Regions from separate parts of the Gossypium hirsutum genome. Here region 1 is linked to region 2. A link is a contact called in public Hi-C data. All regions are on one chromosome and are shown on one strand. The core of a region is the stretch at or near the end of the contact, and the rest is flanking DNA. Distances in the headings are between cores, read along the strand shown. Region 1 holds the start of LOC107910619 (phosphatidylinositol-3-phosphatase SAC1). Region 2 holds the start of LOC107948222 (histone-lysine N-methyltransferase ATXR7).

Region 1 (4,652 bases), core at 840-3,339, 210 kb after region 2:
CACTTGATGAACATTTTAAAGTAATCGAAAGGATCCTAAAACATCTACAAGGAACTTTGGATTATGGTATCTCTTTCAAGGCTGCCTCTCGATTATCTCTAGTTAGATATTCTGATGCCAATTGGGGAACTGGTTTGGATGACATGTGTTCCACAATAGGATTTTGTGTTTTTCTAGGAGGCAATCCTGTGTTATGGGGTTCAAAGAAGCAACATGTGGTCTTTCGTTCCACTGCTGAGAGTATCTGGTTAAAATCATTGTTGGTTGAGTTAAAGGTAAGAATTGAAGGCCAAACTGTTGTGGGTGTGATAATTCAAATGCATTAGTTGTTTTAGCCAATCTAATAATGCATTCCAAGTTCAAATGTGTAGAACTAGACTTGTTCTTTGTTAAAGAGAAAGTGACAACAAGCAAATTGATGGTTGGTCATGTTCTAAAACAGGATCAGATTGGAGATGAGTTTACCAAACCTCTATCAGCACCTTTTTTCAACAAGTTTAGGTTCAACCTTGGTGTTGTTAGCAAGTATGAACAACAACAATAGCAACAACAACAGCAGCAGCAGCAGCAGCAGCAGCAACAACAACAACAACAACAACAACAACAACAATAAGAAGTCACTAGGAGGACTAGTAGATGGGTGAATATTAAGGTATGAAGTAGTGTGTTGCTGGTGTTATAGTTGCTAGTTAGGTAAGTTAGGTAATTCTGTTAGTAGTTGCAATTAGTTAAGTCAGTTAGTTCAATGTAGTCTGTTTCAATTTCAGTTAATGTATCGGCTAAGAATCAGTTAGGATGATTGTTAGACTGACTTTCTTGATTGGTTCATTAGCTACTCTCTTGTATAAATGTGAGGCTTAGGGCCGGTTCTTCATTGCTTAAAAAAAACACTTCTAACTCCAAAAGCACTTTTGGAAGAAAAGCTGTGCAGAACAAGCTGCTTTTGGCTGAAATTTTTAGCTTTTTAGAAGTGCTTTTCAAAAGCACTTCTGAAAAGGAGAAGCTAAAAATTTTAGCTTTTCCTCTCCCAAAGCATTTTTGGTGTTTAATTACTTTTTCATCCCTCCAATAACATAGTACTTTCCTTTTTTTTTCTTGGTGCTTAATTACAAATGTGTTAAATCATTAATTAAAAATAAAAAATATTTTTTAAAATACTAATTACAAATATTTAATGGTTATATTTAAATATTTAAAATATAATTTATATATTCTAATTAAATTTTATAAATAATTAATATTTATTGCTTAAAAATATTTAAAATTTATATTTCATATATTAAAATATTAACAACAAGTTATAATAATTTTTTATATTCTTACTAAACTATAATAATATTAACTAATTTAAATATTATTTAAATGCATATTTGTTACTTGATAATAACATATCTAAAATGAACATTTTATTTCTCAAAAGTATTTTTTGACAGCAATGCTAAACACTCAAATTTTAAACCAAACTTTTCAAAAATACTTTTTCACTGCACTTTTCAAAAACAATGAAGAACTGGCCATTTCCTATTGGGATTATTAGAGCTTTTGATATAAAATAAGTACTCTTTTTCCGTCTTTTTGATTTTCTTTGTGTATTCAAACACCCAATCTACTATTATAATATTTATATTTTAAAAATATTTTTTATTTAAATTTAGTCTAATATCAATTATCATATTTTTAAAATTAAACTTATATATTATTATGCTTTAGTTTCATTGATACGTTACAAAAATTTATGAAAAATTATAAAAAATAATTAAATATAATTTAATTAATGAATACAATTAATATATGCATCGTAGATCAAAGAAGAAGAAGCTATTATATGCATACAAATAAAAGATGCCAAATTATATTTCTATTAACTATTTAACCGTGGGTAACTAAAAAATGATAAAATTAAATAGTTGAATAATTATTTTATAACTTTTTAAAATTGAGTAAAAGAAAATTTAATAATAGCTGAGTAAATTTCTGTATAATTTACCCTAATTTGTAAGTTACTTCAATGGCACCACGTGGCCGAAGCCAACCAGTGGGCTAGGAATCGAATAGGCAAAGACTATATAGCCAAAGCCAACTCAGTTAAAGAGTCCCAGAAATCCAAATTGTTTTAATCGTCAAAGAAAACTAACTAGAAAACCAAAACCAGATGTCCAAGACACAACGCATAGATTGAATTGAGTCCCAAAATTTTACCACCAAAATGGCAAAATTGGAGAATTTGAAAACCAATTTGTCTCTTCCATACGCTAAGATCCATCCTTCCATTGATCCGGAGGGCGATCCCAATTCCTATTCTCTTGAGAAGTTCCGGCTTTACGAAACCCGAGCGGTAACAGTCCTTTCTTTTCTGTTTTTGTTCTCATGGCAAAATCATACAGTTCTCTTAATTTTAGCAACAAGGAAGAGAATGCTTTAAATTATTATTTATTGTTCATTTTTGCATAAGGTTAATTGCCGTGTAATTGTTCTTGAATTGGTATCCTTTTAAGATAAAAAGATGGAAAAAAGTGGAAATTAGGGTTTGGTATTCGATTCTCAAGTTTTCTGCTTACTGCGGGAGAAAAAAGGAGAAATTTCGAGCAGAAGAAACTAAAATCACAATACTAAAAAATAAAAAAAGTGAAAGAAGTAAAGAATTTCTCTTAAATCTGAAGCGACTAAAATTATTATATTGGCTGTATTAAATGGAAATTGATTACCAAGGAATCTTGAGGCTGCTGTTTGGTCGCTCTGAAAATTGCAATCTGGGTAATTAGATTACTTTTATGTATGATTTTAATCTTGTTTTGTTCAGGATTGGGTTTTTTTTTTCCTCAAAAGAGTATTTTTTTCTGGTTTCTTTAAACAGAGGTATTATTTAATTGGGAGTGATAGGAACAAGAAATTCTTTCGGGTCTTGAAAATTGATAGATCTGAACCATCTGATCTTAATATCAGTGAAGACCCAGTGCTTTATTCACCACAAGAGATCAAAAACTTGCTTCAGCGGATTGCTGAAGGAAATCGTGCCACTGGGGGCTTAAACTTTGTGGCAAAAGTTTTCGGGATTGTGGGTTAGTGACAATTTACTCTCTCTTGTTTTGTTTTTGAGGTATTGAAGGAATTGCTTCTATTAAACTCAGTACAATGTGTCTGGATCTTTTTAGGTTGCATCAAGTTTTTGGAATCATACTACTTGATTCTGGTTACAAAGCGACAGCAAATTGGTAGTATATGTGGTCATGCAATATATAGCATAGATGAGAGTCAGTTGATCACAGTTCCTCATGTTTCTGTTCAATCCGACATAGCGCATTCTAAAACTGAGCTGAGGTATCTCCTTTACTTTGTAAGCTTCATAGTTAGTTTTAGGGTTTGGTGAAAATTTCTGGATCTTATTTATTCCTTTTTTTTTAATTCAGTTTGAAACTAGAATTTCTATATCTTTTTGACATTACCTGCATCCAATTTATTCATTTATCTCTCTTGCATTCTTAGAAATATTTTTGTGGAATATGGATGCAATTGGAAAACTAATCTATGTATTGACACTGAAACGTACCATTAGAAATGGTTTTTTTACTATTAGTGGGTTGCTAGGTAGCATTTATAGTTTCTTGGTTTCGTAATGATTACTTTATGGAGATAATGAATTATTTTTGTTACCCTAAGTGGATCAATGGAGAAGTGCTGAGAGTAGAACAGGGAAATCCTCTATCTGCTCTCACTATTTTTGGTTACTGCTAATATAATTAATTTGAATGGAGATCAGTTATGTTGATCTTCTTGAATCAGCCCTCAGGATTTGCTTTATTTGCTTTATAAGAACTCAGAGGTTACAGATATTTGTTAAATGAACATATGCTCCCAGTTTTAAAGATTAGTGATATTCCGATGTTAAACCATATTTAGTGCTATGCGTGTGGAGTCCTGTTTGGAGATTTATTCCTTTTGATAAGATCTTGCTTTCTTTAAAGTAATTATATAACTGCTATCGTGCAAATTTATCCTTATATCTATATCAGAAATGATAGTCATCATTTTAATATATGGTTTCTCTCCGTAACTACATCAGAAAAAGAATGTGAAAACTAAATCATCTTGTAGATATATTATGTTGTAACTTGTAAGCAGTGAGGCAGCAGAAATATGGAAATGCACTATCTCCCCTTTCTATATTTGGTCTCTGCTTATCTACTTTAATTTGAACAGAGAACCAGTGACATTATCTTCTCCAAAGGGCAAAATTACCTTCAAGCCTTGTTTACGTGGCTTTATAAGAACATAGAGCAATTTGTTATGGGAACAGTCTCCCAAGTTTAAAGATATGTAGTTTTCCAATCTTGAATGCCATATAGTGCTGTGTGTGGAGACCTGTTTGGATATTTATCTATTTTAATAAGATCTTGCTTTTGTTTAATACCTTTTAGTAATTGTAAGGGATGCCATGAAAATCAATCCTTATATGTTTATCAACAATTATATTCGCCATTTAGATCTGTGATTTTTGTGAAACTAAATAATATTGTACATACTTTATGTTGTAGGCTTCTCCTTATTCTTTTTTTCTTGTATCCTGCTATTAAGTTTTTCTTCTTACTTTTTACATAATTCTCACTTTCTAATGGAATTAGGGTCTAATTTTAGTAGCTTTTTAATCATTCTTG
Region 2 (4,367 bases), core at 1,556-4,055:
AAACAGACTGATTTCTCTGCTGCCTCTTCATCAGGAGTTTCATTCAATTTTTGATCATTTTCCAGATCAATCACTATTTTGGCTTCACTTTTAACAAGACCGTCAAGATAATCGGCCATAAACACCATCACAGAAGAATGGAGCTCATTTTCAACACCTTCCAGAATACATTGTATTCCACCATAAAGGCCACTATGGTGCAATGGACTGTTCTGTTTGGATAAAATTTCCTGCACCGCAGATTGAGATATATATGTCTCTTCTGCCTGGTTACCTACAGAAACTGTTGCTAGTTCATAACCAGGTGGACTCTCAATATCATAAGCCATCAATTCCATCCTAGAGAAGAGCTATAAAACCATAAAACATTAGATTCAAGGTCATTACATACTGTTTACACACATAGAGTTTAACATAGACTTTACTTACAGTTGTAGCTTTTATATTTTCAGTCTCCTTGCCATGACCAATGGAGCCACTAGCAGATGCCAGAACATTAGGCTGACCATACCAAAGTTTTCCTTTTCTCCACGAAGACAAATATTCAACCATACTATCATAAAAGACAGCATTCCACGTAACTTGCATGCAATACTCAAAAAGCATCTTACAAACAACTGTATAAGAACCCCAAAAGTTTTCAAGGCTTCCAACAGATTTTAGACTTGCATCAAAATGTGTAGATTCTTGGATGGAAAAATTAGATACACCATCGGAGGTCGCTGTGCCAAACTTGGAAGTACAATGTATACTTCTTTCCATGGTATTTTTAATCTGTATGGCAAAGGAGCTTCAGATTTTAAGAAAAATAAACATAAGTTTTTTCTTTCTTTTTTTTTTGAGTGATTGCATACATTACCAGTTTCCCATCAGAACTTTTAGCATCCTGGTTGTATGATTCAACCATTAGAGGTCTCTGAGATTTTTTTGCAGCAACAAACTCTGAGATCATAGTGCTGATTATTTCATCTAGCATAACCCTACGAGCTGCTTTCATAATTCGAGAATGCAGATCAGAAGAAACTTCTTCAGAAATTGCCGATATGAAGTTCACTGATAACTCCTGTTCATTTTCAGCAACACACTGACCACCTTTCCAAGCATTTAAAACAGACAGCAATTGGGTGGGGCGAAACCTGTCATCAGCATGATAAATCTGCAAGACAATAAATTAAAAGAAAAGGATATAAGAAGCAAGACTCAGTAAAGCTTAGATACATCATGCCAGCCACAATACCTACACAAGTTTCGAAAGAGTTCATAGGACCCTACAGTTGATACAAATGAACAGTTCCTGCAGTGATGAATCATGACTTGAGAATTTCAAGGCTTACGGCTTACCATAATGGAATCTGCAAGATACCCACAGCGATGCCAGGAATACAATTGTAAAAGAGAATGGGGCCCATGTTTCCTACTCTCATCATCTTCAAACAACCAACATTCATCTTCACCTGACTGGAACAAAAAAGGTGAAAATCATCCAAAGGCACCTTAGGAGAAAAAGGGGAAACCAGAGGGGGGGGGGACAATAATACCTGCAATACAAAGCTAAATGCTTCGGAACTTACATTGCAGTTGAATTGAGAAGGCGAAGGGGAAGGAGTGTGTTGGACATTTGTAAATGAAGATTTTAAATAATTGGAAGCTGTGGGTGAAGTGAGATATATAAACCCAGTAGCAACATGATCAGGGAACTGCCTAAAGTACTTTAGGGGAACAGGATTGATCAAAGCCCCATTGACTACAGGATAAACAGGGAGCTCATCCGGCAGGAAACCAGTAGACAAGCCTTCGTATAACTGCTGCTGGATATAAGGACCACACATCTGGCCGTGTTCATTGACATACATCCATCCACTCACATACGAAGAAGATGATGGCGCATAGCTAGAGTAACTCTTGTCGCATGAAGATCCACCGCCGTTACAAGATTGAGAAATACCACTGCTATTTCCATTAGACTGGCAACTCATCTCCGTTGCAGATTGTTCGTCACTGTCAAATCATGAATACGATTAAAAAAATGTAAATAAGAGCGTCATCAACCAAAAAACCGTATATTAATAATTATACCCGCGATTTGAAGATGCAAAATCAGCAGAGAGATCCGAAACTTTAAGGCGCTTTCTGGAAAAATTAGGGTGATCATATTCGTCAATAGGGGATGTTGAGGAAACCATGGGCAGACCTGAATCAAAATTCAAATCTAACTAACCTCAATTCTCATAAATGTATTATTACCTAATAAAAAAAGAAAACTGATCTAATTATGTTGCATCTGCGAATAGTAGCGCCCAAATTTCCAAGATGAAAGAAAAAGGCATATATCATAGTAATCTATTATCCGTACACATACATACACAGTTGAAACTCTATTGCATACCCATCCAATCCAATCCAATGCAATGCAATCCAATCCTCACGGTAATCTGCAAAACTCTGCCGGTAGTTGGTTCCAAATCCAATAGAGTAGTACGGATTTCGATAGAAAGAAATTTTCCCAATTAGGGGAAACCACCGGCTCTTGTATTCACGACTAATTTGGCCTCTTCCTATTGTAGTTTCTTTTTTCTTTCTTTTCTGGGGTTTACAAAATTACAAAGTAGACGAAAGCAAAATTAAGTTCACCTCTCTCCCTCCCTCCCTCTACCTCCCTCTACCTCCCTCTCTCTCTCTCTCTCTCTCTCTCTCTCTCTCTCTCATAAGTGAGTCTCACTTCTGACTCGCTCCGCTCCTTGAGCTTTTTTGTATTTATTGTTCTTCATATATGGCAGTGGCATTCGCAATCGTGTGAGATGCCGGCTGCTATTTCCCTATTTTAATTTCAAGCCATTTTTCTTCGTCTTTTATTCTTGGGTTTATTTCAGGCCTCTCCCTCTCATTTATTGGGCTCGCTTTTGGCCGATGAATGGATATATGAACTTTGAAGCAATACGATTACATCAAAAGTCAATAATCCACGCAATTATGGAGTTGAAATTATTAAAAGAAATAGTTACAAATCTCAAAAATAAAATTTAAAATAAATATGGAAGTACTGATCAAGCGAAATATTTGTGAAGTTGTGAATTTCCCTTCAACGTTCTGGTTTATTTATAGTTAAAAGGAGTATGTGAGGAGTTATAGGGAAATTTAATGAATGGTAGGGAACCATTGAAGTCCATCAATGTATGAAGGGAGAATCCTTTAATATTGCCAAAGTGGGAATAGTTGCCAAGTGTTACCCATCAGGCTGTAGCCCTCATAAAGGTAGAGCTAGCCCTAGTTCTACTCAATTATAGCCCTTTTCGAGTAAGGCTGATAAGTTTTTGTTATCATTAGAGTAGAGCTCTTGTGTAACACTCTAACTCATATCCGTCGCCGAAACAGGGTTACAGAGCATTACCGGAGTTTATGGAATAATTACAGTAAATTAATGTTACTTACTATTCATACCCAAAACCAAACATTTTCAATCATATCGTCCCTTGAATGGGCCCTCGAGGCCCAAAATGTGCGTTAAAATCAAGTTGGGACTAAACCGGGAACTCATAAAATTTTTCGTGAAATTTTAAAATTTTTCTTAGGTGCAGGGGACACACGCCCGTGTGGCCAGGCCGTGTGGCTCACACGGCCAAGTGACACGCCCATGTCCTAGGCCGTGTGTGCATTCGATGTGAGACACACGACCATGTCCCAGCCCATGTCGATACCCGTGTAACTCTTTAATTTGGGTGACACAGCCAACCACACACCCGTGTGCTAGGCCGTGTGGACAATTAATTTTCAAAAATTAAATGCAGGGGACACACGGCTAAACCACACGTCCGTGCGCATGGTCATGTGTCACACACGACTGAGACACTCGTCCATGTCTCTGCCCGTGTGGACAAAAAATAGGTCATTTTCAGGCCACTTTTCTCACCCAATTTGCCTTTCACCTACAGCATCATCTAAACAATTCACAAGCCAATTCATAACCCTCAAATTAATGTCAATACCAAGTTTTATACATGACATATTATGTGCAAGTGTTTAAACTTACCAAAAACACATTTATGCTTATAAGCATACTTTATCAATTATGCTAATTCAAAACCATTCATCAATAGGTTTGTATGCTCCCCATCATCTCACCATTTTATCACACATCAAACTTGATAAAGCTTTATATAATTTCATCAAAATATGTCTTACACTAGCCATTCCAATGGCTAGTTACAACCAAAATATTTCATCATTATGCCTAACTTAGCTTATACATGCCATTATACCAAAAGTTAGCTTACTTTATATACCAAGAAGTCCAAGGGATAGTGTGATGTGTCTCCGACCAAGTTCTAACCTCCATGAGCTTCCGAGTACTATAAAACAAAGAAAAGAAA

The links. A called contact is a pair of places that touch in the nucleus more often than the background predicts.
Region 1: a Hi-C map of leaf shows a contact between it and region 2, with 2.7 times the contacts expected there. The contact joins the promoter of LOC107910619 here to the promoter of LOC107948222 in region 2. A contact is called at or near these places in 14 of 34 Hi-C or Micro-C datasets (anther, callus, fibers and 4 more).

What each region holds. Positions count from the first base shown.
Region 1 is chrD02:25,014,082-25,018,733 of Gossypium_hirsutum_v2.1, forward strand. It overlaps LOC107910619 (phosphatidylinositol-3-phosphatase SAC1), which reads left to right and starts at 2,090. Exons shown (of 15, transcript XM_016838526.2): 1 at 2,090-2,335; 2 at 2,855-3,059; 3 at 3,153-3,318. The coding sequence starts at 2,207.
Region 2 is chrD02:24,803,780-24,808,146 of Gossypium_hirsutum_v2.1, forward strand. It overlaps LOC107948222 (histone-lysine N-methyltransferase ATXR7), which reads right to left and starts at 2,806. Exons shown (of 20, transcript XM_041088689.1): 1 at 2,387-2,806; 2 at 2,077-2,191; 3 at 1,539-1,998; 4 at 1,342-1,458; 5 at 860-1,156; 6 at 430-774; 7 at 1-350. The coding sequence starts at 2,390.